Linked DNA regions of Canis lupus: region 2 is linked to region 1. The links are chromatin contacts, called in public Hi-C maps. All regions are on one chromosome and are shown on one strand. Each heading gives the region's core, a stretch centred on a gene start, on an enhancer-like site or on the middle of the called end of the contact. The rest is flanking DNA. Distances are from core to core; before and after follow the strand shown.

Evidence for each region. Hi-C and Micro-C count contacts between places; a contact is called where the count stands out from the background.
Region 2: a contact with region 1 is called in a Hi-C map of skin fibroblasts, with 2.3 times the contacts expected there. The contact joins the enhancer-like site here to the promoter of C18H11orf86 in region 1.

Annotation. Positions count from the first base shown.
Region 1 is chr18:50,898,049-50,902,495 of UU_Cfam_GSD_1.0, reverse strand. C18H11orf86 reads left to right here and starts at 2,409. Exons shown (of 2, transcript XM_038562506.1): 1 at 2,409-2,863; 2 at 3,483-4,338. The coding sequence starts at 2,594. The coding sequence ends at 3,578.
Region 2 is chr18:51,156,529-51,160,975 of UU_Cfam_GSD_1.0, reverse strand. It overlaps SPTBN2 (spectrin beta chain, non-erythrocytic 2), which reads right to left. Exons shown (of 37, transcript XM_038563797.1): 15 at 3,046-3,183; 16 at 1,928-2,684; 17 at 893-1,095; 18 at 469-559; 19 at 93-239. Among named protein-coding and RNA genes, the nearest start is that of RBM4B, 20 kb to the left of the region's middle. Within about 2 kb of position 2,190, at least 3 of the 20 cell types and tissues checked have an H3K27ac peak or open chromatin away from gene starts, as enhancers often do.

The DNA.
Region 1 (4,447 bases), core at 1,160-3,659:
CTAACCCTTGCAGGGGGGAGAGGCAGGCTTCCAGAGGAGGTATCACTGAGCACAGCAGTGTCTGGAAAGGCAAGAGCTTCCCAGGGAAGGAAGGAGGGCATACATCTGCTTCTTGCCCTCCATGGATTTGGGAAATGGTAGGATTACACACTTGGCAGGAGGGTATTGGGCAGCTCTATGCTTGACAAAGCGTGAGTGATTCACTCCAGCACGTCCCAGAAGTCTGAGTCAGCAAATTGTTCCTGGCACAGGCTTCGGCAAGAGCAGGGGTTTGAGTCCACTCAAACTGGGTGAGGGTGGTGAAGGTTATAGAATGGCTTTGTTGCCTTTCAGCCAGAACCAGGGCTGCCCTGTGGGTCAGACATTAGAGGTGTGGTCAGGCTGGGAGTAAAGAGGCTTGTGTGCAGGTCACAGTCCAACTTTGGGACAGACTGGGGCAGGAGATCAGGCCCTCCTTCTCCTTTCTCTTCTTTGCTCTGGCCCTGCCTTAGTTCCTCTGGCTGGGAGATGAGCCCGGAGGGTATCACAAGACCCTTTGCCCAGGGCAGGCCTAGCAACCCTGAGAGAGGAAACAGAGCAAGGCCAGGCCTGGGGAGAGGTCTGGGACGAGCCAATAGTTGCAGGCAGCGCTTCCCTGACTCCAGACAGGGCGATTTGTGCAACAGCCCAAAAATAAAGGAAGACTCCTGGCTCTGGGTCCTATGTCAACCACCAATACCGGAGCAGGGCAGTAGAGTGGTTGAAGCACGGGATCTAAGGCCAGGCTGACTGAAGAGCGAGTCCCAGGTTTGCCTCTTACTGAATGTGTTCTCGGGTCAGGTGCTTCATCTCTCAGCTTCTGTTTCTTGATCCTTGAAATGGGAATAACAATGTTCACCTCAGGACTATCATGAGTTGAAATGCAGTGCTGGGGGGCAGCAGGGGCAGGGGTTAGCCCCAGAATGAGGAAAAATACCCATAAAATAGTAGTTAAAAAAGAATGGCCAGATGTGTGAGGTCCCTTTCAGTCCTCAAATTATATGATTCTGGGTACCTGTTGGTCCAGCCCAAGTGCCTCTCTCTTTCTTTTGTCTTGGGAGAAAGAGCTGCTGCTGGTAGTCTGGCTTTTACACATTCATGATTTCATTGGGTTTTCACAGCACCCCATTTTGGAGCTGACAAGATGGAGCAGGAAGGGGAAGGGATTCATCTAGGCTAATGAATAATTTCCGGTTGCAGTCAAATAGCTAGAAACATAACATTTACCATTTAGCCATTTTATGTATAATTAGGTAGGGTTACATATATTCACAGTGTTGTTCAAACAGTCTCCAGGATTTTTTTCTTTTCTTTTCTTTTTAAAGGTATTCTTTATTTATTCATGAGAGACACACAGAGAGAGGCAGAGACACAGGCAGAGGGAGAAGCTGGCTCCCTCTGAGGAGCCTGATGCAGAATCTGATCCCAGAACCCTGGGATCAGGCCCTGAGCCAAAGGCAGACACTCGACCACTGAGCCACCCAGGTGCCCCCAGGACTTTATCATCTTGCGGGACTGAAGCTCTATAGCCATTGTACTGGCCATTCCCCACCCCTGCCCCTGGCAATCACGGGGCTACTTTCTGTTTCTGTGATTTTGACTCTTCTATGTTGGAGCTGTCCTGTTTCTTTCTTTTTTAATTTTTTTTCTTTTTAAATTTAATTTAAAATTTTTAATAAAACTTTTTATTTTTTTAGGACATACAGTTGGCAGGATCTGTTCATGCAACTTGGCCAGCAGCTGGGGCATTTCCACCCTTGGTGTTGCTGGTGTAAATGACTTGAGTCTGTGCTTTGAAGCCAGTTTAATAAGTCCTTTGCTGAGATCCTGGGGAGGGGGCTTCCCTGGCCAGGGGACCTTGAATCTTCTCTCAGAGACAACAGCTGGGGTTCTATGCTTGTAGTTGAGAACTTCACAGTTTGTCCTATGTCACTCTGTCACACATTGAGCATGCCCCCAACCATGCCTTTGGGCCCCTTCTTTTGGGCCTTGCCCCTAGATTTGCTCACCAGGTCTTTGTCTTTCTTGGCTGACTTTCAGGCATCTCTCTTCTTGTCATCCTTGGGAGGCATTGTGAAGCTCAGAGATTGGTGGCCACCCTGGCAGCCTCGCTAAGATGTCGGACAAAAAAAAGAAAAAAAAAAAAAAAAAGAGCTATCCTGTTTCTTAAAGGCACATCTCTGTTTTGCTGTTGAGCCATCTGTTCTCAGCATCAATAGAATAAATTTGGACAGCCAGGGCTGCAGGAGTTCAGGGGGGGCCAAGCACTTCAGGGGTGGAGAGATCAGAGAAGGCTGCAGAGAAGAGGAGGAGAAGGAGGAGGAGGAGGAGGGGAGGAGCAAGAGGAAGAGCCCTGTACCCCTTGCCCTAGAAGGCAAAGAGAGGCAGTGGTGACACTGACTCAGAGATGCTTGAACCCTGTGGCCTGCACTTTGGTTTATGATGGCCACCTCAGCAGTACCAACCTTTGCCCCCAAGTAAGTTCCCATCACGTGGGTGGAGACTCCAGGCCATCTCAGAAGCCACTGGCCTGCCGAAGGGCTGTAGCAGTCCTGTGCTTGCAGCCTCAAGAACCATGGGGCCAGAGCCACGCAGCCAGTCCTTGCGACGGCCACAGTCCTCCTACAGCAAGCTCCAGGAGCCCTGGGGGAAGCCTCTAGAGAGCCGACTGCGCCGGGTGCTGAGCCTCAGACAGGGGCAAGAGAAGTCCAGGCCCTCAAACAGAGGACCAGAAAGGCTGGACACACCCGGTCAGGAGGGGCTGCCAGGGGGCCTGGAGGACACAGAGCAGCTGATCCAAGCCCAGCAAGGAGACAGCCGGCGGTGGCTGAAGCAGTATCAACAGGTTTGGCTGAGGGTTGTTGGATGGAGGAGCACTACAGGGGGAGGGTGGGGATTCCATAGAAAGGGATCCAAGGTAGCAAAGGCTCAGAAGTAGAAACATATAAGGCCAAGAACCAAGAAGACAACAGAGCTGTCTGGAGGTGAGGCTGGAAAGAGAGGTGTCCAGGCATCATATTTCAGAGAGCCCTAAATGCATTTGGAATTTATCCCACAGGCACTGGGGAGTCCTGGAAGGTTTTACAGCAAGCTAGTGATGTGGTCAGAGCTGTTTTAAAATGATTAATCGGGCAATATGTTGGATGGGTGGATTTTGCTAGAGGCAAGGAGATCAGCCAATAAAACTTCCCCAGGGTTGCCTCTTGTGTTCCTCTGACCCAGCAAAGGGGGCATCCTGACCCCCTTGGTGGGAGCAGCTGGCTCCTGGCCCTGCCTCCTTCTTCTATTTTTTTTTTTTTTTTTTTTTTTGCCTCCTTCTTCTAGGAGAAAAATTTCCCAGTGAGCAGAGCTCTTGTCTCTGGGGTCTAGCACCACCTGGTGGCTATAGGTGGAAAATACCTGAAGCCTACCAAGCAGCTGTGAGACAGGGACCCTGATTCTCCCCCTCCTCTGTCTTCCAACAGGTAAGGAGAAGGTGGAAGAGCTTTGTCTCCAGCTTCCCTAGTGTGACCTTGAGCCAGCCAGCCTCCCCACAGCCCTCTCTGGGCACCAGCAGCTAAGGATATTGAAAGTGGTATTGGCCCTTGCTGCACCCAGGTCAGATGGCCATGTCTATTGACCTACCTCTTCCTGGCCCTCTGGACCCTTCTGCCGTGGACTGCTCCTGCCTTCCTTACACGGTGCACCAAGGCCTCTGCCACCAGCTCACCCCTTGGCCCTGGCCCTGCACTCCAAGACTGGCTCTCAACAAAGACCTCAGAAGGGCAAGAAGAAAGGGGCTCAGCTGTTTCTTGGTGGATTCTGCCCTGTGGGCATGGAGGCACCCCTGGACAGTGACATGTATGAAGGCCTTAGAAGCCTGCCTAGAAATAAGGGTGTCGATACCCCTGACCCCACACAAGACCAGTCTTGAACTTCCAGGACAGAGCTCAGTGAAGCCAGACCTATGGCTGAGAGGCTCTTTGCCTGCCCACACCCCTACCCCTGCCATCCCCTGCCTGCCAGCAGCTAGTGGTAGGCAAGGCTTGGGTCTCCCTCCCTGACAGTGAGCTCCCCAAGGGCAAGGACAGTCAGGGCAGTCATCGGTACTGGAGCCCTGTAGCTGAAAGGCCCAGACCTGGATATGCTCACTTGTATCCTCAGTGTCCCAATGAAGTAAGCAAGGGAAGCTTTCCCTCCCTGTGTGACAGAGGTGGAAACTGAAACCCAGAGCAAGGAAAGAATTCTTGTTTTTGGCACCTCCAGCCCCACCCCCACCCAGTTCAGCCCCAACCTTGGGGCTGAACACAGGAATAAAAATTGCTGAGCTGATGTCAACAATTTGCCTAGTGATTAACTCGTCTAACAGGGGAAAGCTTGGCTCAGAATTTGCCAGAATGGTGGAGCAGGGGCACCATAGGCAGGTCACCTATGGGTCCCCAGGAGGCTG
Region 2 (4,447 bases), core at 941-3,440, 260 kb before region 1:
GCCTGAAGCCAGGGTCCTCCCCTGCACTGTGGCCAGGATCCTGTCCAGGGGAGCCCCTAGGGCTCTCTTGCTGCTAATTTCACATCACTCACCTTATCTACCTTATCCAACCAGTCTTTGTTGGCGGCCAGCTCAGCCATGAACGCCTGGTGCTTCTGCCACTTCGTGTGCAGGTTGCGGGCTTCATCGTAGGACACATCCTGGGCTGTCAGCATCTTCTCATCAATCCAGAGCTTCAGCTGAGTCAAGCATAGAGCAAGGATGAGAAGGGCAGAGAGCACTGCATATGCAGTGAAGCATAAGGGGGTGAAGGGAGCGAGGGGAATGGTGGATGTGGGGAGAAGCCATGCAAGGGTCCACTTAAGTAATACTACAACAGACTTATTCTATGCTCAGAAAGCTGGGGCATGTTAGTAAGGGGATGGCTAGGGAATGTCGGAGGGGACATGGAGGAACCAAGAGCCTCACCTCGTGACAGTCTTGTAGGAAATGTTGCTGCTCGCGGTTGTCCCGAAGACGGCCCAAAAGCTGCTGCACTGCTTCTTGATTCTTCTTGTGTCTGTAATGACAGTCCCTTGTGAGACCCGCGAACCTGCTGTCAAAGGGTTATTACCCTCTAACTAATCGAGAAAGCCACACAGGAATTCTGGTATCCAGCAATCAACTATGCCAGTGGACTTCATCTCCCCTGGCGTGGGGAGGCTCAGCTCCCCAGCTCATGGCTTAGTCCCATTCTGACCACTAAGTTTTTCCACCTCTACTTTTTGTCAGTCCCCATCGCCATCCATCTGCCCATGCTGCACTATCCAGCTGCTTCATCAGTAAAACAGGCCACACTGTTCTCATTCACTTCCCTGTCGGAGCTCTCCTCTACCCGCTGTGTTTATCATACCTCCTCTCAATGGAGTCGGCCTTCTCCTGGATCTTCTCGGCATGGATGTTGCCCTCAGACACCAGCTGGCGTCCAGCCTCCAGCAGGCCGCGGATCCGCTCTCCATTGGCATCCATGGTGCTCATGAAATCTTCCAGTTTTTTTATGGCGGCATCAGCAGCTTGGAGTGTCCCCGGCATCTCCGTGTGGGACAAAACATATTCCTGTGTGGGAGGAGAGCACTTGTCTACCTTTCAGAAGGGATCTACCATATTGGACATGAAGGCCAGCTGAGGATGGGAGAGTGGACAGTCTGGCTCTGAAGACAACATGTGGGGGGTGGGAATAGGGTGGGGGGGGTGCTTGATTATCTATAGGCTCACGAAGTAACAAGAGAGCTGGGCAAGAGGACCTTAACAGCCCAAACCCTGTTCCCTCTTCTTCCTGGCCACTGATTTGATTTAACAGTTATATGACAGGTCAGGTTTTCTATTTCTTCTCAAGTCAGTTATATTTACACCTCTTTAAAAAACATTCTGTTAAAAAAAAAAAGGGCGAGGGGGATCCCTGGGTGGCTCAGTGGTTTAGTGCCTGCCTTCAGCCCAGGGCGTGATCCCGGAGTCCCAGAGTCCTGGGATTGAGTCCTACATCGGGCTCCCTGCATGGAGCCTGCTTCTCCCTCTGCCTGTGTCTCTGCCTCTCTCTCTCTCTCTCTCTCTGTCTCTTGTGAATAAATAAAATCTTTAAAAAATAAAAATAAAAAAACATTCTGTTAAATCCATTTCTTTTTTTAAGTAAGCTCTACACTCAACATGGACCTTAAATTCATGACCCTGAGATCAAGAGTCACATGTTCTACTGACTGAGCCAGGCACCTTTATCTTTTTTTTTTTTTTACTCCCTTATTTTTCTAATATGTTCTCCCAGTCCACCAGTCCATCTTGGTTCCTCAATTGCCCGCTGCCATTTCCTCCCCATCCACTTCTGTCCTCCACACTTCCCTGTCCCTGGTTCCCTCTTCTTCCTGGGTGGGACTGCGTGTCCCTGGGCTCTCACCTGGCTGCTGAGCACGCCCTCGGCCTGGCGAGCATCCCGCAGGAAGCCTTGGAAGCCGTGGGCCTGGGCCAGCCGGCCTTGCCGGCTCTCCCACATGCGGCCCAGCTCCTCCCAGCCGGTTCCCAGGGCTTCGAGTCGCTGCCTTAGGAAGAGGCACTGCGGATCAGCCTGGTCCCGGGTCACCTCCTCACCCAGGGCCCGCAGCCGGCTGTACTCGCCCCGGGCCCGCTCCACCTCTCCCCGCAGGGCTGCATGTTGGGCCAGGAGGGCCTCTGCCTCAGGCAGGGTGGCTGGCCCTTCTTCAGAGGCCACAGAGGTCTGCGTGCGACCGAGCCATGCCTGGAAGTCATCTAAGCTGCGCAGGAAGTCCTGCAGCCGCCGCGCCTCACCCAGTGACTCTTCTCGGCGTCGCATGGTGGCCCGTAGGTCTTCCCAGCCAGCTTGTACCTCTCCAAGCCGGGCATTGATGGCAGAGGCTTGGGCAGGGTGGCCAGTGGCCAGGGCATTTGCCTCTCGAGTCAGCTCGCCCACCCGGGCGGCGATGGCCTCCAGGTCCCTCTCGGTGCCGGCCAGCTTCCGCTGCAGTGCCAGCACCCCAGCTAGGTCGTTGCCCAGGCCCTGGGTGGACTCGATGACCTTGGTCTTCTCTCTCATCCAGGCCTGGGTCTCTGTGCACTCTAAGTGGTAGTTCTGGATGCTCAGGGCTGACATCAGGGCTGCCTTCTTGCCGTCTGCCAGGGTCCGAAACTGCTGCCACCTGAGAGTGGAGGGAGGGTCTGGTGTCCGGAGCTGCTCAGTTTCCCTGCGCTGTCCAGGTATGTATGGAGGCTTCTTCCCTGCCTCCCCCTTCTCTGGTATACCAGAGAAGAACACCTGCTTCTGCTGTTAAAGAGGCTGCTCCCTGCTCATTCTCCCTTGACTCCTTGATTACTCCCTGTCTAGGTACAAGCCTTTTTGGACTACCCCCTTTTGTTTCTTTCCTCATTTCCCACCTTTGCCCCCACAACGTATTCCAGACAGCCTGCTTTCCCTGTTTTTAGTCTCCATACCATGCCCTGGAGAACTTCCTTCTGGCTGCCATCCCTGCATCCTTTCTAGGTTACCCTCCCCAGCCCCACCTGTGGTTGAGCTGCTTCTGGGTATTGACAATGCTGTCCTTGCCCGGGGGGCTGGCTTTCAGCAACTGCTCTGCAATGTCATTTACAGCAGTAATCCGTGCTGCGAGGGCGTTCATCTCAGGCTCCAGGGTCTCGAACCTGAGCAGGTAGAAGAGGCAGCCATGAATCACAGGAGCCGTGATGCACCAGCCCTCCTCCCCTAGAGGCCTAGGGAAACCTCTCTGTCAACGTGAGGCTGATTGGTAGGAGCCTCTGCACATCTTAAACTACAAGGTCTATGGGATCTATGGGTCAAGTGGGGAGCCCCAACTCCCCCCAGACAAGTAGAAAAACAACCATCTCTTGAGTTAACTCAAGAAGATGGTGGAAGTTTAATATTAGGAACAGTTCCACAAGCCAGACTCATTCCTGGCCCAGCGCCCTATTCTTTATCAGAACCTCCCTATTCCTCCTGGGATTGACCTCTTAGCTGCCTACCTGGGACCCATCCTACTACCATGTGCTAAAAATGAACTGGTGACCAAAAATATTTGAGCAATGAGCATGTGAAGTATAACTTCTGTGATATTCTCACAGTTGGCATATGCTTTCTGTAAGGGCCAGATAGCAAATATTTTAGGCTGTGTGGGCCATAAGGTCCCTGTCATGAGTATTTAGCTCTGCTGTTGTGGTGCAGAAGCAGCCAGGGATGATATGTAAATGAATGAGCCTGGCTCTGTCCCAATAAGGATTAAAAAAAAAAAAAAAAAAAAAAAGGCAGCAGACTGGATTTGGCCCCAGAACTATAGTTTGTTGATGCCTGTCACAGGATATCTTGAAAACTTAAAAAAAAAAAAAAAAAAAACTTTATATTTTTAAAACCACCAGGAAATTTGACTGTAGAACAAGTAATAGATGATATCAAGGAATCACTAATTTTGTTCTATGCGATAATTAATGGTATTGTGGTTCTATAAGAAAAATGTCCTTTCTAAGTGATTTTAATATGCTTCATTCTGTAAATAAAGCCACTTTATGAGGTTAATCAGCGTATCTGTCTAAAGGTTTATAACATCAAAGCCTCAGCTATTTTAAGTCCACACACGCAATTAAAAAATGATTTACTATATTTGAGAATACTTCATATTTCTTAGAGGATGCATCCTAGAGAATATAGAAGTTAGATGGTAATACGCCGGATTTGCTAATTTTTAAAATGAAAAATGATCAAATTATAGCAAAATACTGACAATTACTGAATCCGGATGCTGAGTATATAGGAATTTGTTTTATCTTTTCTCCTTTTGAGTATGCTTAACATTTTTCATTAAAGCAAAAAAAAAAAAAACAACAGTCAACTGTTAAGACTCAAAGGGTTGTAGCAAGAGCAGGCAGTTGTTGGCAGGGCCCACCACGCATACGA